Regions from separate parts of the Mus musculus genome. Here regions 1, 2 and 4 are each linked to region 3. Evidence: chromatin contacts called from public Micro-C and promoter capture Hi-C data. All regions are on one chromosome and are shown on one strand. Each heading gives the region's core, a stretch centred on a gene start, on an enhancer-like site or on the middle of the called end of the contact. The rest is flanking DNA. Distances are from core to core; before and after follow the strand shown. Region 1 has its middle 23 kb from the start of Fbrsl1. Region 2 holds the start of Pgam5 (phosphoglycerate mutase family member 5). Region 3 holds the start of Ep400 (E1A binding protein p400). Region 4 overlaps Fbrsl1 (fibrosin-like 1).

Evidence for each region. Hi-C and Micro-C count contacts between places; a contact is called where the count stands out from the background. Capture Hi-C pulls out chosen DNA fragments and counts their contacts.
Region 1: a contact with region 3 is called in a Micro-C map of embryonic stem cells, with 2.2 times the contacts expected there. The contact joins the enhancer-like site here to the promoter of Ep400 in region 3. A contact is called at or near these places in 10 of 39 promoter capture datasets (the 3T3-L1 cell line, 3T3-L1-derived adipocytes, the C10 cell line and 6 more), 1 of 15 datasets of contacts at CTCF or cohesin (the NIH/3T3 cell line), 6 of 484 Hi-C or Micro-C datasets (CD4 T cells, CD8 T cells, the G1E-ER4 cell line and 2 more), 3 of 115 datasets of contacts at active chromatin or transcription factors (all in embryonic stem cells) and 1 of 9 other capture datasets (liver).
Region 2: a contact with region 3 is called in a promoter capture Hi-C map of liver. The contact joins the promoter of Pgam5 here to the promoter of Ep400 in region 3. A contact is called at or near these places in 1 of 39 promoter capture datasets (neural stem cells), 4 of 115 datasets of contacts at active chromatin or transcription factors (bone marrow-derived macrophages, embryonic stem cells and memory CD8 T cells) and 2 of 9 other capture datasets (embryonic stem cells and liver).
Region 4: a contact with region 3 is called in a Micro-C map of embryonic stem cells, with 1.8 times the contacts expected there. The contact joins the enhancer-like site here to the promoter of Ep400 in region 3. A contact is called at or near these places in 6 of 39 promoter capture datasets (the 3T3-L1 cell line, cranial neural crest, embryonic stem cells and 3 more), 3 of 484 Hi-C or Micro-C datasets (the Ba/F3 cell line and embryonic stem cells) and 7 of 115 datasets of contacts at active chromatin or transcription factors (bone marrow-derived macrophages, embryonic stem cells, large pre-B cells and 1 more).

Annotation. Positions count from the first base shown.
Region 1 is chr5:110,468,866-110,475,058 of GRCm38.p6, forward strand. No RefSeq gene overlaps it. Among named protein-coding and RNA genes, the nearest start is that of Fbrsl1, 23 kb to the left of the region's middle. Within about 2 kb of position 2,611, at least 31 of the 459 cell types and tissues checked have an H3K27ac peak or open chromatin away from gene starts, as enhancers often do. A contact at or near this core is called in embryonic stem cells, where this site is marked.
Region 2 is chr5:110,268,223-110,273,742 of GRCm38.p6, forward strand. Pgam5 (phosphoglycerate mutase family member 5) reads right to left here and starts at 1,677. Exons shown (of 6, transcript NM_001163538.1): 1 at 1,430-1,677. The coding sequence starts at 1,617.
Region 3 is chr5:110,769,396-110,775,130 of GRCm38.p6, forward strand. Ep400 (E1A binding protein p400) reads right to left here and starts at 1,322. Exons shown (of 52, transcript NM_029337.2): 1 at 1,097-1,322. It overlaps Gm15559 (predicted gene 15559), which reads left to right and starts at 1,554. Exons shown (of 2, transcript NR_152254.1): 1 at 1,554-1,867. Pus1 (pseudouridine synthase 1) reads right to left here. Exons shown (of 6, transcript NM_019700.4): 5 at 5,127-5,735; 6 at 4,272-4,584. The coding sequence ends at 4,537.
Region 4 is chr5:110,361,019-110,366,860 of GRCm38.p6, forward strand. It overlaps Fbrsl1 (fibrosin-like 1), which reads right to left. Exons shown (of 19, transcript NM_001142642.1): 19 at 733-2,861. The coding sequence ends at 2,024. Among named protein-coding and RNA genes, the nearest start is that of Lrcol1, 19 kb to the left of the region's middle. Within about 2 kb of position 2,248, at least 184 of the 459 cell types and tissues checked have an H3K27ac peak or open chromatin away from gene starts, as enhancers often do. A contact at or near this core is called in bone marrow-derived macrophages and embryonic stem cells, where this site is marked.

The DNA of each region.
Region 1 (6,193 bases), core at 1,361-3,860, 300 kb before region 3:
AGGAGATCCTGTCCAGCCGGAGGGAGGAGGCCACAGGGAGCGCAGCTTTAGAGGTTCTACCTGGTCCCTGGTTGTACCCTCACCCTGTTTCTTGCCTGCTATGAAGTGAGCAGGCCTCTCCTTTATGAGCTGTTCTGTACCGTAACCGTTCTGCCAAGGCTCATGGATCCTAGTAACCGTGGACCGTGGTCTCTGAAACGGTGGTGAGTCTTTCATTCATGTAAGGTTTCCTTTCTTCCTCTTGTTGAGTTTCTCTGTGTAGCATAGGCTGTCCCTGAACTCACTCTGTAGACCAGGCTGGCCCTAAACTGCCTCTGTCTCCCCAGTGCTGGGATCAAAGTTGTGTGCCACTGACACCAGGTTGTCTTCTAAGTTGTTTTTTTTTGGGGAGGGGGTAGGGGTGGGGAGGAGGTCAGGTCTTTGTTGCAGTGAACTGAAAAGCAGCTCATGTCTTATCACTGTCATTGTCATTGTTATTGCCACCACCTTCATCATCATCAGAACACCATGACCTCCAGGTGAAGGGACTACAGTGGCAGCCTACAGGGGTGGTGGGTGGGGAGGCTGCAGGGGGAACACACTTTTAGGTAAAAAAGTTAGCATGGGAGTGGTGTGCACGCCATCTGGGAAGTGGCAGTCTTTTGTGGCTCTGAAGGGCAGCGCTAACCCTTGAGCCGTTTCTGGAGCTCCCTCTTCTTTTGTATCTTTTTTGTTTTTGTTTTGGAATTTGTTTTGCAGACAAGTTTGCCTTAAACTCCAAGAAATCCACCTACTCCCTACGGAGACTAAAGGCATACATTACAGTGCTTGTTTTTGTTATTTGAATTGAATTTCGTCTCTCCGCCAGACCTTAAGCTTTCTCCTAGCTGAGGATGACCTTGAACCCTTGAGCTTGCTCTACCTCTCCCGCTAACACTTGAATTACAAAGTGCACCGGTTAGGCCTTGATTGCTAAGTGTAAGCAAAGACTTACTGGTATAGGTACCAAAAAATCTGGGAGACAAACAGGTCTCTTCTATTAAAGCTAAGCAGAGGAGAACTCTCCTCAGCCTTTATGCTGGGAGTGGAATCTGGTGTGTGACCTGTGGTTGGGTGCCATGAAGTTGCAAAGTACCTTGTGGAACCCCACAGGGGTAGAACCGTGACTATTGCTAGAGACACAGTTGGTTGTTGTGTTTTAGAAAACTATAAGGAGAAGGAATATGTTTGGTGGATGTGCAGTCAGGTGGGGGGGGGCAGGGGGGGGCTCTGTGCGCCCATGCTGAGGCATCCCTTGAGGGACCAGTATAGAATAGAGTTTATTCAGGACATGGGGAAGGGAGTTGAGGGCATAGAGACAGAGAGGAAGTGAGAGAGAGAGAGTAAAGGAGTAGAGGCCGGCCATGAACATGTAGAGAGAGGGGAGGAAGGGGAATGGGGAGAGGGGGGGAGCAGAAGCAAGGGAGCAAGAAAGAGGGGGGGGCAAGCAGCTCCTTTTATAGTGAGTCAGGTGCACCTGGCTGTTGCCAGGAAACTGTAGGACATAGCCTAGACAGAATGCCAGCACTGGTGCCCTTCACTGGCTAGTCAATACTTTAGCAAGTGGGAGTAGGGGAATAGTTTTGCATTTTAGTAATTCATCCCTCCACCCCCTTAACATTTTACCCTAAAAGGACTTCAATGCCTGCTGTGTCCCTAGGCCATTCTCCCTTCTCTTGCTTTCCAGAGGCTCCAGGGCTTGTGGCCTGGCCACCCTTATCTCTTCTGTTCCTCAAGGTCTTCCTTCTCCCACCTCCTCTGATAAAAGCACCGGACCTTGGTTCCCAGCCTGTCCTAACCCTGGCTGACCTATGGATACTTTCAGTTGGTTTGTTTTGAGACAGGGTCTCTAGCTGTCCTAGAACTTACTATGTAGATCCACTGCCTCTGTCTGTCCAATGCCATCCCCTAGGCACACCTTTAATCCTAGCCCTGGGGAGGGAGAGGCAGGTGGATCTCTGTGTCTCCAGAGAGCTTTCCAGGACAGCTAAGGCTATACAGAGAGACCCTGTCTTGAAGAATGGAGACATCGCATAATGGTACCTGGGATTTTCCCAATGAGGCCACATTTTGAGGGTTTCAATAGGTAAGATTTAAGGGCTTCTGCCAGGGCCCCTTGACTTGGCTCTTTGAGACAAATTCCAAAGAACATTGCTGAATTTGGATACATCTCTGTAATCCTAACAAAGAAAAAGAAAAAGAAAGGAAGGAAGGAAGGAAGGAAGGAAGGAAGGAAGAAGAGGAAACAAAAAAGAAAGAATGTGACTGTTCTTAGGTATGGTGGAGAAAATTTGTTGTAGATAGAGGGAAGAACATAGGTAGAGGTAGACACATCTGGGAGATTCCAGAGTGGTTATAACCCTGAGCTATGTGAGAAGAGGAAGGGAGAGGGGAAGGAGAGGAACTAGGTATAGTGGCTAGGAGGCCCAAAGAGGAGGAATAGCCAAAATGGCCAGAGTATATAGGGAAGGGCAGCTGGGGGAAGGGCAGCCCAGAGGATCTTGGGCTGGAGAAAGGTTTAGAGAAGGGGGCAGGGTATACAAGCCTTGAGTAATTGGTTGAGGCTGGGAGAACCTGGTGGCCAGGTCCACTTTGATATGTTAAATAGGCACCTCAGCCTTTTGTCCCAGGGTTTGAGACTTAACCCTAACCCCGTGGCTGAGGCAAGAATATTGCTGAGAAGCCGGCAGTGGTGGCGCACTCTTTTAATCCCAGTACTTGGGAGGCAGTAGCCTGGTCTACAGAGTGAGTTCCAGGACAGCCAGGGCTACACAGAGAAACCCTGTCTCGAAAACAAACAAACAAACAAACAAAAAAAGATATTGCTGAGAGTTGGTGGCTAGCCAGGTCTATACAGTGGCAACTTTTCTTTTTAATCCCCTTTTTCTTCTTTTTCTGTTGTGTCTTTCTCGTGGCAATCTTTCTTTAAAAAACAAAAACAAAAACAAAACAAAACAAAGAACAGCTAGGCTTGGCCAGCATGAGCTACATAGAGTTTTCCAGGCCAGTCTTCCTTCCAGCCTCCCCATTTCAGACTCTTTCAGAGGGTTTGGAAGGGCACATTACCGTTCTCAGGAGACAGAAACAGACACAGTTAGACCTTGTCTGTCCTCTTGCCCGCAAGCCCAGGGGAGCTCTCTAAGGATCTTTGGGTCAGTGGGGCAGCCCCACAGCTGTCTTGTGACCCCATTAAGCATTAACAAGTGGTTGTTGCTTTGGTAACTACTGCTAGGCCTGTCTCTGTGTCTGCTCCACCCACTGGCAAGAGTTACTCTGCTCAGCCTTTGGGGAACAGTCAGCAGGTGATCAGTTTCCATGACTCCCTTCCCACTCTCCTTGGCCACTGTTTTATTAGTAGTGTGCAGTAGGGGTCATCCTGGAAAAAAAAAAAGGCCGGGGCTGGACACTCACTTCACCCTAAGTGCCAACTGCAAGATTGGGGATAGGAGAGGTGCATGCCGCTGGTCCTGTGCCAGCCCCGGCATCTCACAGCTGTGGCCAGAGAGGTTAATTGGAGCAAAGCCCTGGGCAGCCAGCTGCCAGGCCACCTGCCGAGTGCCCTAGCTTCCATAAATCCCCATTTGATAGTAACAAGGCCCCCAAAGGTGCCTGTCTGGTCAGCTCAGCCCCACAGACTGCAAGAATACATTTCCTGGCTCCTCTTGGGGATGCTGGAATTCAATTACAGCGTACATGGGGCCTTGAATCAGAACTCTAACTTTGGGGCCTGTTAGGATCCTCCCTCTTTGGGTTTAACCTTTGGGAACCTGGGTGGCTGCATGGAACAAAGCTTTGATGGGGTTAAGCCCTGACCCATGGGGGCTCAGTCTGCTTAGGATACATAAATGAGGAACTTGGAACCTGTCAATGGCACACATGTAATACAAAGGGTCAGCTGTTCGGGACTACCAGAGAGCTCGCTCACAATATTTCACGGGTATTAGGAAGGTGCCCCCAAGGGTGATATTAGAAAGGGATAAAGGAATGAGCATCAAAATGGGGGCAGGGTTGGGGGAGGCACAGGGAACGTTAGGTTAGTGTTAAGTACAGAATTGTGGAGCAAGGGAATGGAAGACAAGAGACAAGGGCAAGAGAGGGCCAGGGGTTGGAGGAGACAGAGGAGGCAGGAGCCAGATGGACAGGGGTCAGAGAGATCAGGCACCAGATGGGGACAGATAGCAGGGTGGGACAGGAGCAGGAAAGGAGCTCCAGGACACAGATGCCTTCCCATGCTGTGTCCTCTTGATCTACCTCTTTATTTTTCTGACACAGGGTCTAATGTCATCCCTGTCTGGGCTTCAACTCACTGTTTAGCTGAGGGTGACCTTGAACCCCCAGACTCTGGCTTCCAATTCCTGGGATTCCACAACAGCCAGAATTTTGACTTTTATCCATGGGTACTGAGTCAGAGACAACTTCGATGCTCTGAAGGCCTGCTGCTACCCCTCAACTGCCTGCATCCCCCATTCCCACTTCCCACCCTCTCCCTCCTCAGCAGCCCAGTATCTTCAGGTATCCCACATAAGACCTGGCTCCTCTTTCCCATGGACCTCTAGGTTTTCCCAGGCTGCCTTATGGAAACCCAATCATTTGAAGGGTATCACTTAGGCATTTTGCAGGATGCTTTCTGGGTTTTGTTTGGTTTTTGTTTTTCTTTTTTTTTTTCAGTATGTTCTTCTGACTACATTGTGGTTAGGACTGAGAGCAAATGTTTCATACCACAAACTGTCCACGTCTAGCCCTGAACCTTCACTCTTGCTGAGTGAATGGGGGTGAATGGATGAGAGAGAAGAGAGAGAGAAGGAAGAAGGAAGGAGAACAGGGCACTGGCCAGAACAGGGAAAGTTGGAGAGGGCCGGTTGAGAAGTGGCCCAGCTGCTAGCTGCTGATACACAGACCATCTCCAGCGAGGGTAGCATCAGGTTGGACCACCAGTCCTGTTTTATGCTGTGTGGATCTGGTTTTATACTAGGCTGGGCTCTGGTGGCATTGGTGGAAGCTACTTGGGATCCTCACTGGTGGGTGAACTTCTTGGGAGGGTCAGGATGGACACCATGTACTGAGCAGCCTGGCCTGCTGGGCATTAAAGGGAGGATATAGTCCCACCAGTAACAGGAAGGGACTGGGGAGGGCTAGGTGCCAGAGTCTAAGGCCAAGCTCAGGGCTGTATCTCCTGTGGGACCCTGGGTCACCTGACTCTGTGCCTCCTATATCCTGCCTCCTCCTCCTTCTCTCTCTCCTCCTCCTCCTCTTCCTTGTTATCTCCTGTTGGGGACTGGGTAGGGTAGCTGTGCCCAGCTCATGCCCAGCTTGTGCACTACAAGGCCACTCACAGGAGGTGGGAACTCCATGAAGCCTTCTCTGAGAATCTGGAACGTCCCCAGGCTGGAATAAGCACCCTTTGTTAGAATGAGCGCTTATTATCCTCTTGATAATAGACCTGACCTGCTGCAAGCAGCTCCCAGCCTCTGTTCCACTGTTCCCAGGTCCCCTCTGCTGATAGCGATTAGCCCGTGAGTGAAGGACACACTCCTCGTGAGGAACAGCTGATTTCTCCCCAAGGAAGGCCATCAACTCTCTCTCGTTTTTCCCAAGCTTCCCACGCACGCAGCCTGGCTGCTGTCGGAGGCCATCTTGCTTTGCATCAGCGTGGGTGAGTTTGGTCAGGGCCGTCCCCTGGCTTTGGTAGCCTCAGGTGGACGTTGGAAGACCCGTTTCTCAGAAACAGGGAGCAGTGCTGCCTTACTGACCCCGGGAGGTGTTTTCCTGCCTGGACACCCTTCCCACTTCTACTCCACTGTCTTCCATTCCTGCCCTGCTTGGGCTCCCCAATTTCCATTCAACATTGTACCTAACGGTCACATCAAGGCCATGTGGCCTTCCATGGTGGTTGCTTTGAAAAGGAAGATTTGACCCAATTCTGGCTCAGAAACTAGGTGGGAAGAGTGGCCACTGTGGTCTGCAGAATTCCAGGAACATTATCTGTCTCCTTCAGGGTTTTATACAGACTTCAGTTTTTGGGAGCTTGAGGCATGTGGCTTGTGGGAGCATATGAGCCCTAAAACAGCAAACTAAACTCCTAGAACCCAGAATTTCATAAAAGAGTAGTTCTCAGGCTTGAACTAAAGCTGGGAACTGAACTGTCAGGACCACAGTGCTCTCATGGCCCCACCTG
Region 2 (5,520 bases), core at 427-2,926, 500 kb before region 3:
GGGCATCAAAAAATACTCAAAAGTTTGCATCTGAACTAAACAGACCTTTTTGTATGTGATTTTTTTTTAAAACCTCAAGCTATATATTTTAACAACTACTTAGGTAGCAATTTTATTGTACTGAGTGTGATAAATAATCTAGGAATGATTTAAAGTATACAGGAGGATAAGCTAGATGCCTAGGTTATCTGTAAATACTTCATTATCATGAACATCCACAGAGTTTGATATGTTCAGGGATCATGGACCCAATCCCCCACCATACAGAGGGATTACTATAATTAATTTTAAATCAAATAAAAATAGAGCTCTTTTCTAAGTCACACTAAACACACTTTAAGTGTTGAGCAGTCACTGGGGTAGTGGCCATCACAATGTTGAGGACTGTAGTTAGTGGAGTGGACGTAGGAGCCGAAGAAACTGAAGCTACTCAGTTAAATGTAGGAGGCAGGAATAGGACAAGTCAGAGCTGCCCAAATTAACACAATGGTGGAAGAGGAAGGTCTGGAAAGGGTGGTGGTGGCGGCTCAAGCATGATCTGAGCAGGCTAACCTGGGGTGTTAGTCCCATATACAGACCAGGCCAAAGTCTTGCTGCAGCTACAGGGCCGTGTGTGGGGCTGGACCAGACAAAATTTGGAGACGACTGTCAGAGAGGAAGGCATACCAGAAAGAAACCAAGTGGATATGCCCCTTTTAGTCCCTTCCGGCACTTGTTGATCCATCTGTCATGCATCCTTCCCCACCTAACAAGGCCACTGTACCAATCCATCCACGTAAGCAGACACAGCAAGCAAATATGAAACATTTAAAATCAGGTCATTTCTTTTTTCTTTCTTTCTTTTTTTTTTTTTTTTTTTTTTGAGACAAGGTGTTTCTATATAGCCCAGAATTCAGAGTTCTGCCTGCCTCTGACTCCCAGTGCTGGGATTAAAGCTGCATGCCACTCGCTATACATGCCACTGTACCCGGCTTCCATGGGTAACCCAACCCTTGGCTCTACTTCACGCACGGGTTCTCTGGCCTCTGAAGGGATAGCATGCTTGCAGTCCCAATCTTCCCCAAGCTGCAGGAGGAGAATTTGTGAGGCAAACCTGGCTGTCTATCAAGACCCTGACTCTGAGTAAGACTTAATCCTTTGGAATTTCAGGCCCACAGAGGATGGTGGTCCTGGGACAAAGACCTGGTGCACTGTCTCTGAACAAGGACTCTTCGAGTATGGGGTCCGGGCGGTTAGAGGTCCCTCAGAGAGACGGGTGGCCCAGGCGCGAAGACCTTCGGGAGGTGCGCCATCCAGGCACTGCCACCGATTCACACAAACTCAAGACCCACTAGCACGCAGCGTCCCCTTCCCTTCAGAGCACCGATCTCCGCCATCCCGGGATGGAGGTGAGGAAGCAGGGCCGAGCCCAAACCTCCCGTCCCCGCACCTGTCCCAGTTGGTGTCCCAGACGCCGCGCCCGGCTCGCGCTCCTGTCCAGGCCGGCGGCTCGGTCGCGCGCGTGTCTGCATCCCCGCCACCTCGCGGCTTCCCTACCGCGACCGCCGAGAAGAGAACAGCGGCCGAGCCACCGGCCAGACCACAGGCCGCCAGCTGAAGCGCCTGCCGGAAAGCCATGCCGCAAATCGCGCGACCTGACGGCGGGACGCCAGGAGCAGACTTCCGCTTCCGGCTGGTGGAAGTCCCGCCCCTTCCCCCCCCCCCGACGAATCAGGAAACGCGGCCCAGGGCGCCACCTGCCGGTGGTCGCAGGGTAGCAGGCGCAGATGCCTGCCCTTTAGTGGGTGGAAATCAGGCACTGGGGTTTATTTATTTATTTTATTTTATTTTTTTGGTTTTTCGAGACAGGGTTTCTCAGTGTAGCCCTGGCTGTCCTGGAACTCACTCTGTAGACCAGGCTGGCCTCGAACTCAGAAATCTGCCTGCAGGCACTGGGTTTATATGAATTGAAAAACCTCAAGTTTGGCACTTCAATTTGAAGTTTTTATGTTTTCATTTGTAATCTTTAAGTGTATGCATACTCTCAACTTTCACCTCCTGAATTCTTTCCATTTTTTTCCCTAAGAACCTTCTTCATTCAACTATCAACCCTCCATTCCCCACCCCTAGTCCCTGGCACCTACCATCGCGCCTCCAAGTTTTACCGCTCTAGTTGCTTTTGACCAATTGACCGGGTCCTTCTGTGTAGGAAAGGTGTCCACCTGCTCTTCCAGGGCCATTGTACCCAAGGCCTAGGGACTAGACTGGCAGGCCCACGGACTTACAGCTCCAGGCTTGGGCTTTAACTACCAAGCGGCCCAGCACTTGGCAGCTGTTATAATTTTCATCTTTGAGCAACAATGAACAGCAGCAGGCATTTGGTAATATTACTGCTCCTGAATGAACCTCTAACCTCAGACATTCTCAGAACCCTTGGCCTTCCACAATGGCTAAGGCGGTCCTTTGGCTAGACAGCTCCCTAAAAGTCTTAGCAACAGGATCTGTTTTTTCCACAGCCTTCTTTCACCTCAGCTCTCTATTCTCTCTAGCCTCAGCCTTTTGGTGTTCCTAGCTCAGCCTACCCTACTATTGATAAAAATAAATTAAATTTTTTTTACAAAAACCCTCTAAGGCCTGACATACCAAAAAAAAAAAGGATACAGAGGCTGTATTTCACACTGACTGAAACGTGAGTTTCAGTCGGCTTATATATAAAGAGAAAAGGGTGTTATGGCAAGGGTCTTAGCCCCAATCCTGGCAGTCCTTCATGCACGTTTGAATCAATCGCAGGTTTTCTGCAGAGCCACCAAGGGAGAGCCTCCCCCTGGCCTGGATGAGACGATTGCAAGGTCATCAGAGTTCACTACCATGCTGTCTTGCTCAGTGTCGGTGGAGGCTGTCTGGACAGATCATGACTGGAGCAAGTCTTCCACGGAGGTTCTGGTGGCCCATATGACTGCAGAGGTGTCTGCCCAGTGAGCCCCAATATCTAAACTGGCTGCCAGGAGGGCAGTGTGGCTAGTTGTCCTTAAGAGGCTGCTTTCCTGACAGGACCTCAGCCAGGCACCAGAGCAGGACCTGTTAGATGCTTTAATCTTTCACAGGAAGCATCAATAGGGTGTGTGTAACAAAAATCTGTAACAAAATTACAGTATAGTTCTTTTTTTTTTATTTTATTTTGTTTTGTTTTTTTGAGACAGGGTTTCTCTGTGTAGCCCTGGCTGTCCTGGAACTCACTTTGTAGACCAGGCTGGCCTTGAACTCAGAAATCCGCCTGCCTCTGCCTCCCGAGTGCTGGGATCAATGGTGTGCGACACCACGCCCAGCTACAGAATAGTTCTTCTTTAACAGTGCTTCCTTACTGCCTCTTTGTCCCACAGGGATGTAGGTCTCCCTGATTTGTATTCTAGGTACCTTAAATTATTTGGACTCCCACAGTCTGTCCTCTTGGAACTAGGTGTCCTTTTCTGTGTCTTTCTTTCTTTTTCTTTTTCCTTCCTCTGAGATGGGGGTCCCATCATACTGTGTAGACTTGGATGCCTTGGGGCATGCTGTATAGACCAGACTGGCCTCAAACTCATAGAGATCCACCTGCCTCTGTCCCCTGAGTGATGGGGGAAAGGCCCTTGCCACCAAGCCTGGCTTACGTGGCTATTTTGAGCATTAAATTTGTAAACAAATAAATGTGTTGCTTCATCTCAGGAAACTGCTTCTGTTTCTGCACTCCTCTTTATCACTGCAAAGTAAGGGAAAAGGCGTAATGGACAGAATAAGCGGGAGGTACATGCAGAATTGTGACACCGTGTGACAGTGCAGTTGTAAGGACCACTTTATGGGTTTATATATAGATATTGGTAGACTGGGTACACAGGTCATTCGGTAGGGAGCTTGTTTAGCTTATGCAAAGCCCTGAATCCCATCCTCAGTATTGCCTAAATCAGGTATAGTGGAGCACATCTGTAATCCCAACAAATGAGAAGTGAAAATAGGAGATTCACAAGTTCAAGGGCATCCTTGGAGTTCAAGACTAGCCTGGAATACATAAGACCCTGTCTCAAAAAAGAGAGGGTGACTTGGGGGAGAATAGAGAGGTGGTTAAGAGCACTGGCTGCTCTTCCAGAGGTCTCAAGTTTATTTCCAGCACCAGTCTGTGACTCCAGTTCCAGGTGATCCAAAACCCTCTTCTGGCCTCTAAGGGCAGTGGACACACATGGTATACAGACATAATCTCAAGCAGACATAAAACAAAAATAAGTGAAATCTTTTAAAAATAAAGGAACTGTTGGCCATAGTATCTAGAGCTAAATATGAGGGAAAGATTATCGGCTTACCTACCAGAACAGCTCCCCGTTCATATAACCACTTGTAAACACAATGATAATGTCTGAGTGGAGGAGACTAGAAAAGTACATTCTGACTTTCTCTATACGTAGTTGTGTCAACCAATATGTAGGAAATGAGCTAAATGATGTGGGCTGGGATATGCCAGAAATATGAATTCACACCACTTTAAAGCAAAGAAGACAGACATGGTAAAGACATGCTTGTAAGTCCAGGACTTTAGAGGAAGACGAAGACGCAGGATATGGCTGACCATGATGACATACTCCTTTAATGCACATACTCTTGGGTCAAAGGCAGGGGGATCTCTGTGAATTCAAGGCCACCCTAATCTACACAGCAAATTCTAGGCCGGGCAGGATTGCCTAGTGAAAACTTTACTCAAAAAAATTAAAATTCCAATGTAAGACTTTATAAAAATTCCAGGTTACTGTTAACTACACAATGAGTTCAAGGCCAGCCAGGTAGTCCTGGTTACCTGATACCATGGCTCAACCAACCAACCAACCAACCAACAAACACCTGTATATACTTTAGTGACCTCACCATACTGGCCTATCACTGACATTTTGAGGCCACATGCTATGGTGGTAAAGTGTACTAGTGTTTTCAAACCCAACAACGTGAAAAGAAAAAAAAAATAGACATCAGAGACTACACCTGGACACCTGAATTTGGTTCCGCATTCGTGAAATGCAAAGAACAGCATTGTTATAGCATCAAGTGCTGCTGACTCACAAAGGACTTGGAAAATTGCTAGCAAAGAAATCCCTCAGCAAATGTTATCATGGCTGATCTCTAGAACTGGGGGTGGGGGGTCAGGGGGTGTCTAACGATGGGAGTTTTACTGCATTTCCCAGGCTGGCCCTGAGCACCTAAGCTCCAGCTATCCTCCTACCTCCATGTCCCAAGCAGTTAGGACTGCAGCTGCTGGTCTCCAGACCTGTGTATGGGATCCAGATCTCTATCACAAGCAGGCAAGGTGGACAGACTAGAATGTGTCAAGCTAGGGCTATGTTGTAAATTGTGTAACTGGTATCAATCATGGGCTCGGTTATTTTCGTCAGTGTCCTAAGCTGAGGGCCAGTATAGGAACAATGTCTACACACCCATATCCACACCAGCATCTGAATGACCAACTCTTAAAAATGATGTAGAGAGCCGGGTGGTGGTGGCGCACACCTTTAACCCCAGCACTTG
Region 3 (5,735 bases), core at 72-2,571:
GGAACCAGCACTCCCAGATACGCAAGAGACTGAGGTAGGAAGATAACCTGAGGCCAGGATCTGAGGCCAGCCTGGGACACAAAGATTCCTCTCAATGGCAAGTAAATAAAAACAGCCAGGCATGATGTCTCACACCTGCAAACCCAGTATCAAGGTGGAGGCATCTGGATTGCTAAGAATTACAGACCAGCTTGGACTACTTAATGAGTCTAGTCCAGGCTGATTCGGACTTCCATGAGACTTTTTGTCTCAGAAAACCTAAATACGTAAAAAGAAGATTTAAAGTTAACATGTGGTTTGCCTTGTGGCCATCCAAATTGTATAATTCATATTCATTCATTCATTTTCTCTCTCTCTCTCTCTCACACACACACACACACACACACACACACACACACACCCAGGTACAAGAATCGCGGATCTTCGTGAGCTCAAGGCCAGCCTGGTCTAAATGGCGAGTTAAAAGGCCAGCCAAGGCTCCAGGGTAAGACCCTGACTTAAAATGGAAAAGCGAAACAAAACCAAAACCGAAACAAAACAAGGACCGTTTTTGCCACACGTATAATCGAGAGCACAAGTGACAAGTGCCAGGGATGAGCGCAACCCCCAATTCCAAGTCGCGGTGCTCCAGGATACTGGACCTAGGGACAGACCTGCGGAGACAGCGGCTCGGCGGCTGATGGTACACCTCCGAGCCCCGGCCCGGGGAGCTCTGCCAGATCCCCGGCGTCCTTCCCGCTCTGTCTCCGCTCAAGGCTCTACGTCGCGAAAGGAAGCCCCGCGCGCCGCGGACCAACGGTGCCGCGGGCGTTAAGAGCCCCGCCTTCCCGAGCGCTCGGAAACGGCCGCGCGCCTGCCCAGAAAGAACGGCGCACTCGAGAGCGCTGACCAGAGAAGGGCCTTGCTGAGGCCGGACCACGCGCCGAGCCACCGACCGGTCCCCTCTCAGCGCCGCCCGGCCCCTCGGCCCCGCCCGCCCACGACAAAGCGCCGCCGCGGCCTGGGCCCGCCGCGACGCCAGCAGCAGCAGCACCGCTAAACACAACCGCTCGGCACGCCGCCGTTGCCGCCTACCACCCACCGTCCCGCCTCTCACCCGCTGACGCTATCCCGTTCGCTTGCACCGCGAGCAAAAGCCGCGCTCCGCCGCGTCAGGACAGCCGGGAGGCTCGAGCGCGCCGCAGCCGCTCGGCACATCCGGGTCCACGGGCACAGGAAGTAGCAGCGCCGGTGCTACGGCGCGCGGCGAGGGACTAACGGTACCTATCCTGTAGGGCCGCTCGCAGCCGCGCGGGGTCGCCTGAAGCTGAGGCGCTGCTGACGGCGGAGGCAGGACCGAAGCGGCTTCTTAAGCAGGCGGTTAGGGGCGGAGCTGTATGCAGGAGGTGCGTTGGGCGGAGTTTGGAGAGCGGAGAGCCACCTCAGGGCCGCCTCCGAAAGGCCTCATCCGTACGAGGCGGGACCGCTTCGGACAGGACGAGGGGAGTCGGCGCACGCGCAGGGAAGGGCTGGGGGGGCTGAGGCGGTGCACGCGGGCTGGGGCGTGGCCTCATGGGTACAAGGCGGAGCCTCAGGCCTCGGGGAAGTTCCGGTAGACTCGGGAAGGGGCGTGGCCTCGTCAGTTGGGGGCGGACCCCGAGTTTCACTCAGTTACGCCACCTGGCGACTCGCTCCAGCGGGGGAGGCTGTTTAGGAAAGCTCGAGCGGACCTGATCGCATCCTCTGGGTGTGCTCCGCCTCCGTGGGAAATAGGGGACTAGCCCTATGAACAAAAAGGCGCCTGAGGCGCAGTGAGCAGAAGTCTGAAAATACATCCAGCATCATTAGACATCACAGAAATGCAAAAGAAACCACGACCCAAGAGGAGGTAAGATTGTAGTACGAGTTTGAAAAAGATTTTATATATATATTTTTTGTTGTTGTTGTTTTGTTTTGTTGTTTTGTTTTGTTTTGAGACAGGGTTTCTCGGTGCAGCCCTAGCTGTCCTGGAACTCACTCTGCAGACCAGGCTGGCCTCAAACTCAGAAATCCACCTGCCTCTGCCTCCCAAATGCTGGGATTAAATAAAGGCATGCACCACCACTGCCCAACAAAAGATTATAATTTTAAAAACACTATAAAAAAAAGGAAGAAATTAACTGAGCTTCGTGGCACAAGCTTGTAATTCAGTGGATCTCAGCCTATGGGTCACATATAAGATATCCGGCATGTCAGATATTTATTTCCATTACAACTTATAGCAGTAGCAAAATTACAGTTATGAAGTACCAATGAAATATGGTTGGGGGTCACCACAACATAAGGAGCTGTATTAAAGAGTCACAGCATCAGAATGTTTGAGAACCACTGCTATAATCCCAGAACTTGAGGCTGAAGCAGCAAGATCTGGGGTTCATGCTGGCTTCATCCATTCATCATGTTTGAGGCTGTCCTGGAATACATGAGACCCCATCTCAAAATAAAAAACAGGAGGGAAATGTGTTAGGAAGGAGCCAGTGGAAGTTGTAGGGAATAAGGGGAAATGAAGAGAAGGTGGATATGACCAAAACATACATGCATGAAACTCTAAAATAAAGGATCTTTTTAAAAGCTCAAGATAGGGGTTGGTGAAATGGATCAGCAGTTAAGAGCACGGACTGCTCCTCCAGAGGTCCTGAGTTTAATTCCCAGCAACCACAGGGTGGCTCACAACCATCTGTAATGTGACCCAATGCTCTTCTGGTGTGTCTGAAGATAGCTACAGTGTACTCATATACATGAAATAAACAAATCTTTAAAAAAAAAAAAAAAAGTCCAGGATAACTGGAAAGTTGGCTTAGCCATGAGAGGACCTGAATTCAGTTCTCGGAACCCACATCAGGTGGTTCACAACCATTTGTAATTAGCTCCAGATCTGACAACCTCTTCTGGCTTCCACAGGCATTCACATATACACATGACACACACACATACACATGACATACACACAAACACACACACACATTATAATTTTTAGAAACTTACAAGGGTTTCTGAGCACTGCTGCTTTTGCAAAAAAAAAAAATGAGGTTCCTAGCACCCACATTAGGGAGCTTACATGTACACACACTCACACACATACTTTTTTAAAAAAGATTTTATTTGTTTAATTAGGAGTGTGCACGTGTGTCTAAGTGTGGGATATGCATACATGAACGAGTGTCCTCAGAGGCCAGAAAAGAGGGCTGAGTCCTCTAGAGCTAGAATTATAGGTGGGTATAACCTGCACAGCACGGGTGTTGAGAACTGAACTTGGGCCCTCTGTAAGACCAGCAGGCACTTGTAACTGCTAAGCCATCCCACTAACCGCCAAAATAAATTGTCTATAAGTGTTTTGCCTGCCTGAATGCAGCCTGTTGGATCATCTGGAACTGGAGTTACAGATTGTATGGAGCCACTATATTGCTGCTGGAAAGCAAACCCAACTTCTCTGCAAAAAAAAAAAAAAAAAAGGAATACCCATTTTGAGGACATGACCCCTCCCTGCCTCACGGAGCTGTTACTCCTCTAAAACTGCTTGCTCGCCATTCCGAACAAACCAAAAATGCAGGTCATGGGATGAAGCCATCTGTGTAGGTCTAAGGGCCCCATAACACTGACTATGCTAGAGATCTGAGAATGCCTTCACCCATAAAAGGCGAGAGAGGTCTGGGAGGAGTACACTGTGGACTGAAAGGGCATTCCAAACCTAGTGCTGAGTAAGTGGCCGTGGCTGTCCAGGGATGAGGGATACATGGTTAGCACATAAGAAAGGAGACCCAGTGCCGGGCGTGGTGGCGCACGCCTTTAATCCCAGCACTCGGGAGGCAGAGGCAGGCGGATTTCTAAGTTCGAGGCCAGCCTGGCCTACAAAGTAAGTTCCAGGACAGCCAGGGCCATACAGAGAAACCCTGTCTCGAAAAACCAAAAAAAAAAAAAAAAAAAAAAAAGGAGACCCAGAAGGAGGTGAAGAATACTAGGGCATAAAGGTGGGGGCTGCTGACGCACGGTCCCCCTTGAGGTCTCCCAAGAATAGGCAGCATGAAATCACCAGTGTAGCCACTTCAGAGAAAACCGGGATGGTCTCAAAGGACAGGTCCGGATGGAAGGAAGAGAGTATCAGCAGCAGCCGGGAGCAGACTGCTAGTGGCTACATCTACTGCCTGCCCAGCCAACCACACCCCGTGCTGACCTTCTGTGCCTACCCCTCAGCTATCCCGAACACAGCAGTGTTGCACTCATCTCACAGCCAGAAAAGGAAAATAGGCAAAGAATAATTCACTAAGCAAAACATATTTAATAGGAAAAAAAAAATCACTTTTTTTAAAAAGTGCCCTTTCATGCTAAGGTGTATACACACGATGCATGGGCTAAAGTCGGCAGCTGATTCCTGGGATGAGAATTTAATATCCTGAGGTTATGAAGCCAGGCTACATCCACAAGCCAGCCCCCGAATTCTTGGCTCCCCCCCGTCCTGAGTGACAGGCAGGTGCAGAGATTCCAGCCTCAGCACACACAGCAGTGGCAGGATCTACAGTTTCAGTCAGTGTCTCCATCCCCTTCACTGCCCTCCAGGGAACTGGGGACCTGTAGGAAAGGGCAAACAGGAAAAGGACCATGAGACCTAACCTGGAAGCACTCCCATGTGTGGGCCTTGGGAAAAATGAAGGAATCCTGGGTACAGTGCCAAGTGCTTGTTGCTGAGCAAAAGCACTGGTGGGGCACACTCCTTTAATCCCAGCACTTGGGAGGCAGGGGCAGGAGGATTTCTGAGTTCGAGGCCAGCCTGGTCTACAAAGTGAGTTCCAGGACAGCCAGGGCTACACAGAGAAAACCTATCTTGGGAAAAAAAAAAAAAGTACTCTACTAGAGGAATAGGAACAGACTGAAGCTGACCAAGCAGGCCCAAGCAGCCTATGCCTTTAGAGGTAACCAGATACACTGCTCAGCAGCTGGAAGCCCCATGCCAGCCCATGAGTAAACCTTGCCTAGGGGTGGGGTAGGAGCAGGAGGTAGCCCACCCCTCCAGGGACTGTATGGCTTTGGGGATTCTCTGCGACTCAGCTCCTACCCAGCTAATATGTGCGCATATGCACACCGTGAACACTCGAGACCAAAGTCCTTCCTACCTTGGCACCTGTGTCAGCCGCTCCAAGTGCAGTGCCACTGAAGTTGTGGATCGGCAAAGTATTGAGCCACTGGGCCATGGACCGCTCATCCCGCTCAGTGCTGACAATGGTAGGGTAAATGTACTGCTCCTTGAAAGCAGTCACCTTCCCTTCCTCCTGCGTCCAGTCCAGGGGCTCATGCAGCCCGTCACCGCCAAAGCGTTGATTGTACTTTTCAAAGTGAACCCTCTCCAGGACTAAGCCAAGCCCGGGTGCCTTGGGCACATCCACCTTCTCCTCTCCCCAGCTGCGCTCCAGGACACTCTCAGGGGCATAACCCTTCACAATGGCTACCACCAGGCCAACCATCTTCCGGATCTGGTGCATCATGAAGCTCTGGCCCTTCACCTTGATCACAGCAAACTCCAGGCCCTCACGTACGAAGGGCTCTTCGCAGTACATCTCCAGAATGTAGCGGCGCGCACTGGGCTCTCTTGGGCCCTTCTGCGAGGTGAAGTTATGGAAGTTATGGGTGCCTTTGTAGCAGGCCAGAAGGCGGTTGACCTGCTGCAGGGTCTCTGCACTCAGGCGATAGCTCTCGTCCTGTACATCCCGGTCCTTGTGAGCAAA
Region 4 (5,842 bases), core at 998-3,497, 410 kb before region 3:
TTGAGATTTTTCTGGTGATGCCGCTGCTTTTTAGGGTCACCCATGTTCTGTAAGTTAGCCCAATCAACTCATTGATTTCCCAAGCTCGACTCCGGTGGACTACTGCTGTGGTTTGTCACTGGTGTTCTGTCGCCCAGCCCTGTCACTCGGTGAGGTGACCTGACCCAAGTAAGACTCAGCAAGAGATACACTAAATCAGATGTACAGCGGGGGTCCTGAGCTTCATCTGTGTGAGCAAAGGTGGAGGGGATCGTTGGCCAACTCCTATCTCAGGCATTCTAAGTTTTCATTTACTGCATAAAGGGTTAACCTGATTTTGGGCCATGCTAAAGACAGTGGGGATCAAAACCAACCCCGTGTGGTAGCATGTTCCTATGAGCCACAAACCCCACCCACAAGAAGTGGGACTCTAAGGGTGGGTTCCATGCAGAAAACCTGATAGATTCTGGTAACATGGGCTGCTGTGTCCAGGATGGTTAGGGTCACCTGTTACCCAGGGCCAACCAACGTATAAGGTCAGTGGAGTTCCATGCAGACAGGGAGGGGGTTGTTGCAGCAGAAGTGCCACAAAAGCACAGCTCCTAGGGAGGCAGAGGAAGGAGACAAGCAGCAAGGACTGATGCCAGCCACACACTGTCTCGGGATGTCCTTGAAGCCCAGAGCCCCATACCCCAGGGAGGAATGCAGGCAGTGAGGTACTTGCCTCAAAGCCAAACAAAACACTGGACCACATTTCATCCAAATCAAGGTTGTATTTATCTCTCTGTGTCGACTGACACGAAGACAGACTATTTAAAATAACCAGAGTCCACTGCGGAAACCAGGCTGGAAGGAACGGAACAGAGTAGTAGACGGGGTGCCGAGTGTTGATTCAGCATAAATGTGCTGGTTGAGAACCAAAAAGGACAAGCTGACAACACACCACACACACAGCACACGGGAAAGCTGGAGAGGGCAGGAGTGCAAAACCAAAACCAAAGGAGGGATGAGAGGCTTAGTGACAGGGAGGGCAACGCCCAGATGCTGGGCGCTGGGAGGAAAAAAACTGTGTCTTCTGGTAACCAACCTTTAGACTCTTGAACGTCTAAGATTCTGCCTGGCCTGCACAAATTCTGAGAACACTGCAGTAAGACTAGCACACGGGTGCAGGTTGGTCCTTGTGACTAGAGCCAGCCAGTCCTGAAGCCCACTGTGAGTCTAAGCAAACATCCACAAGTGTGGCTCTCCGGAAGGCCCAACCACCTTGGTAGGAAGCTCAGAGACCGTCTCCCCCTGAATATCCCGCTCTGCCTCCCAGGCTTGCATAGTTGAAGGATAGTTGTTGCAGTTAAACTGTTGAGTGTGTTCACAACTGACAGCCGGGTGGGTTTTTGTGACCACGTACACAAATAACCAGAGGGGTTTCTAGAAACTTGTTATAGACTGTCCAGGTTAAGAATTTAATAAGTTTTATAATTATATCAACAGAGTATTTACATTTTTTCCTAAAAAAACAAACCAAGGAAATCCTCTTACAACTATGCATAATAGAATAAGGCAGAAAACCCAAAGTTTTGTACATTATTATTAATTACTATTTTAATATATATCTGTAACGTCGGTTCCAAGTACCAAGGGAAGGCCAGAGCCGGGCCTGAGTTCGGAGCCTCACAGTGCGCTGGACAGAAAGACCATTTCTTTCCATAAATAAGACAAACCCTGGGGCTCAAATGGGATCTGAGAAGTTAAACTGCAAATCCCAACTTAAAAAAAAAATTTTTTTTTTGTTCTTTAAAATGTCGTTAGAGCACAAAATTAAGAAAAATACAAAACCATTAAAAATGCTTTTGTCACTTGTGAAGGGGGAAAAGATACAAAGCTAAATTTTTCCCAGTGACCTAATCGCAAGCTCGGAAAATGAAGTCACCCCCAGAAAAGCGAAAAGTCCTCGACTATGTAGGCTGCAGCGTGGCGCTGCTCCGGGACTCAGGGGAACTGTGCTCAGGTCCCAAGAATTTAAGTGAGCCAGCTCGCTACGCCGGGACTACCGCGCCTCCACCTCGGGAGGGTTGCACGCGGGCGAGTACTCCCGTGCCTCGCCAGGCCCCAGCGTCGTCCTGGGATGCGCGGGCGGCGTGGGGACCCCGCCCGCAGTCACCAGTGGAGGAGGCGCACCGAGCACCGCGGCGGCCGGCGGGGTGCGTGCCAGGAGCGCCCCGTGCAGCGCCCCAGGAGCCAGGCGTGGGTAGTGCACGGCCGGCAGCAACGCGGCGGCGTCGGAATCGGGCACGCGCGCGCGCTCCAGCTCCTCCCGGCGCACCTCCTGCAGGCGCTCCGGGCTGTAGTCGTGAGGCTCGCGGTCCCGGTAGGCGCGCTCCGAGAGCTCGAAGGGAGAAGGTCCCGCAGCGGGCGGCGGGGCTGGGAAGGAGCGGCGCGGTAGTTCCAGGCCCCGGTAGGTGTCGCGCGGCGGATCCCACACGAAGCCTGCTGTGCCCAGGCCCATATGTGTAGCTGTGGAGTGCACGCTGACGCCCGTGAGGTCCGGTGTCTCGTCTTCCCTGCGTTCCTCCTTGACCTTCACGTCGCCCTGGGGCCGATCAGGCGTCTGCTTCCCGGACTCCCGACCCAGTAGGCCTGCCAGGCGTAGGCAGTCGCCCAGGGCTGCCTTGCAGTAGGGTGACGGAGGTCGCGCAGCCAGTTTGGCGCCATCCTCTTTGCTAGGTGAGTGGCTCTCCTTGACCCGAGTCTCAGCCTCACGCTCGGTGAGGACCCCAGGGCGGCTCAGCTCACCGGAGCCCCGCTGTAGGAGGCTGCTGATGGGGTGGCCCACTGGTGCTACAGGCGACCCGTGGCTCAGCAGGCGCGTCTTCTCTAGGAGGTCCCTAGGGACAACAGGATAGAGCCATTACCTACAGCAGCTACAGCTGCTAGAAAGCCGTTTGTCAAGTTTCTATGACCTCAAGCTTCCTGCTGTGTGGAGCTTCTCTGTATCCTGGCCTGGTGAGGTGTTAGAAGTACCCCAGCTCAGAGCACACAGCAGACAACAGGAGGCTCTTAACATCTTTCCCTGGTTTTTGGCTCGGTTCTTTATACAGCTCTGGGTGGCTGGCTGCAGCCCGACAAACTTAAGGGAGTTCTCCCACATGGGGTGCGGGTGGGGGAAAGCAAGGCAGCATTACTGCCCCAACCATGGAATTCTCTGCTCAAGACGTAAGCAGGCACCAAGTGTATGCAGCTGGTTTGTGTTGATTTAACCACAGATGGATGGCTGCTTTAAGCAACAGCCTAAAATCGCAGGCCTGTATCCAGCCTGTGAGAGGCTGAGACAAGATTCACAGGTTCAAGACCCATTATAAAGTTCAAGGCTAGCCTGGGCAACTTGCCCTGGGGCACTTGAGGGTCTGGTGGCAGGGATCTACTGCCACCCCTGGGCCAGGAGAGGAACTCACCCTTTTGTGGTAGGGTCCCCAGCTGTGCAAACTCTTCTCTCACATCTGCTCACAGCGGGGAGGGGGGGGGGTCTGTCACAGGGTGGGGGTGGGCAACTCTGCTTCTTGGGGGGTGGGGGGCAGGACAATGCCCTCAGAGAGCATCCTAAGGAGGGTTGTGCCTGCTGCAGGAACTGCATGGATCAGACCAGCTTTTGTCTCCTGTGGACCTTCCACCCCACATGTCCTCAGTGCTTACAGTGGGCTGTAGCACACGTGTTGGCCTGAGGCCACCCTAGCTGGATACTGGTGACCTCCACCTCATACACTGACCCACACATCTGCTTTTCACCCAGCAAGCTCCTCCCAACCAATGTCTGCTACCATGGGGGTGGCCCTTACTCAAGTAGGGCTCCCAGATCAGACCAGAGTCACCTCAGTGAGACAGAGTCCACCTGCCACTGGGTGTGTGGCAAATACCTTTAGTCTCAGCACTACAGAGGCTGAGGCAGAAGGATCTCTGTGAGTTCAAGGCTCACCTGGTCTATACAGCAAGTTCCAGGATAGCCAGGGCTACAGTCTCCCTGTCTACAGGGTCTCTCCTGTCTCAGAAAGAATCCAGTCATTCCCACAAACAATCCCATCCTCTGTGCAGGAGAGGAGACATGTGACACCTACAGGGGCACTGCCTAGGGTTTACTGGACTGGAGGGCATCAATGTCTTGGGCAACTCCTAGGGATGTCACCCAAGCAGGCTTTTGACCCTGGCCTGACTGCTAAAACCACATTATATTGATTTCAGTAGCGTATACCTTGCTCAAATATGACTGAAGTGCACCCCCAAATCTTGTGTTTGGGACATCTGTGGAGGAAGAAGGAACCCTCAAGCACTAGGTCCACCCTTCCACCTGGAGTGCCCCACCCCCCATCTACTAATATTTAAGCCAGGGAACGCTTTACTTTTGTGGTCCTAGGAACTGATGCCACAGACCGGGTTTCTCTGTGTAGCCCCGGCTGTCCTGAAACTCAACTCTGTAGACCAGGCTGGCCTTGAACTCAGAAATCCGTCTGCCTCTGCCTCCCAAGTGCTGGTATTAAAGGCGTGTGCCACCACGCCTGGCTTTGGTGGTAAATAGGAAGTGTTGGTCCCCTCCCCCACCCTGAAACTGGGCTGGCAACAGCAACATTCCTTCTGGATACTGCGGTCACCCCACCTAGAGACAAATATTAGCTTTACTCTTTTTCGTTCCCTTGTCTATTCTGCAACCCAGCAGAGAGAACTCACTCTTTCCTCTGTCTCTGCCTGTGTAGGCCGTAGGTTCCACCCCCTCCTATACCCAGCCGTACTGACTAAAGTGTCTTTCTAAGGTAAAGGGTGGAACGAGAAAACCCAAAGTTTTGTACATTATTATTAATTACTATTTTAATATATATCTGTAACGTCGGCTCCAAGTACCAAGGGAAGGCCAGAGCCGGGCCTGAGTTCGGAGCCTCACAGTGCGCTGGACAGAAAGACCATTTCTTTCCATAAATAAGACAAACCCTGGGGCTCAAATGGGATCTGAGAAGTTAAACTGCAAATCCCAACTTAAAAAAAAAATTTTTTTTTTGTTCTTTAAAATGTCGTCAGAGCACAAAATTAAGAAAAATACAAAACCATTAAAAATGCTTTTGTCACTTGTGAAGGGGGAAAAGATACAAAGCTAAATTTTACAAAGCTAAATTCTTTCTGGATGGAACGAGCCCTGGTTAGGGTCGGTCAGGACTGAGCTCGCCCTGCACAGAAATGTGCTTTGTTGCCATCTTAGCTTGTGAATGGAAGCAACCGTGTGACCTTGCCACCATCTTGGTAAACGTAACCCGGGTGGTACCAACAAAAACCCAGCAGCATCCATAAAACTCCTTGGTACTGCCTGGTCCTCTGGAGATCACTAAACCCCTTTTATGATAAACTACAGAGGTAACTGATGAACCAGCCTGCCTCCATCTTAGGCTTGAAAGCCATCTTATAATAAAGACAAACTAGATTTACTACTGTTTATGATTAAATCTCTGTTTCTCAAAGAGTGGGCTATGCCCCACCTGTAACCTTAACTACCAACAGTTCTGTACAGCCAGCCCATTCCAAGAAACAGCAACCATGGCGTTGTTTTAGGAGGTTGCTATAACCATCTTGCAACCCTATCTTTGTCAAAAGGTTATCATGACCACCTGTTGTGACCACACACTATTTTGCTTCTTTCATTCTGCTGATCTTGCCCCATCCCCCATTTAGAAACCCCCTTCCCCTGACCCCTATCTTGCCCATGTTCAATGCTGACCTTAAGGGGAGGCAGCCTGTACATATAGATGATGATTATTTGGGTAGTTGGTTTTTTATCACATCTTTGGGATTAACAGTAGCGTCAGAAGTTCTCTCTCTCTCTCTCTCTCTC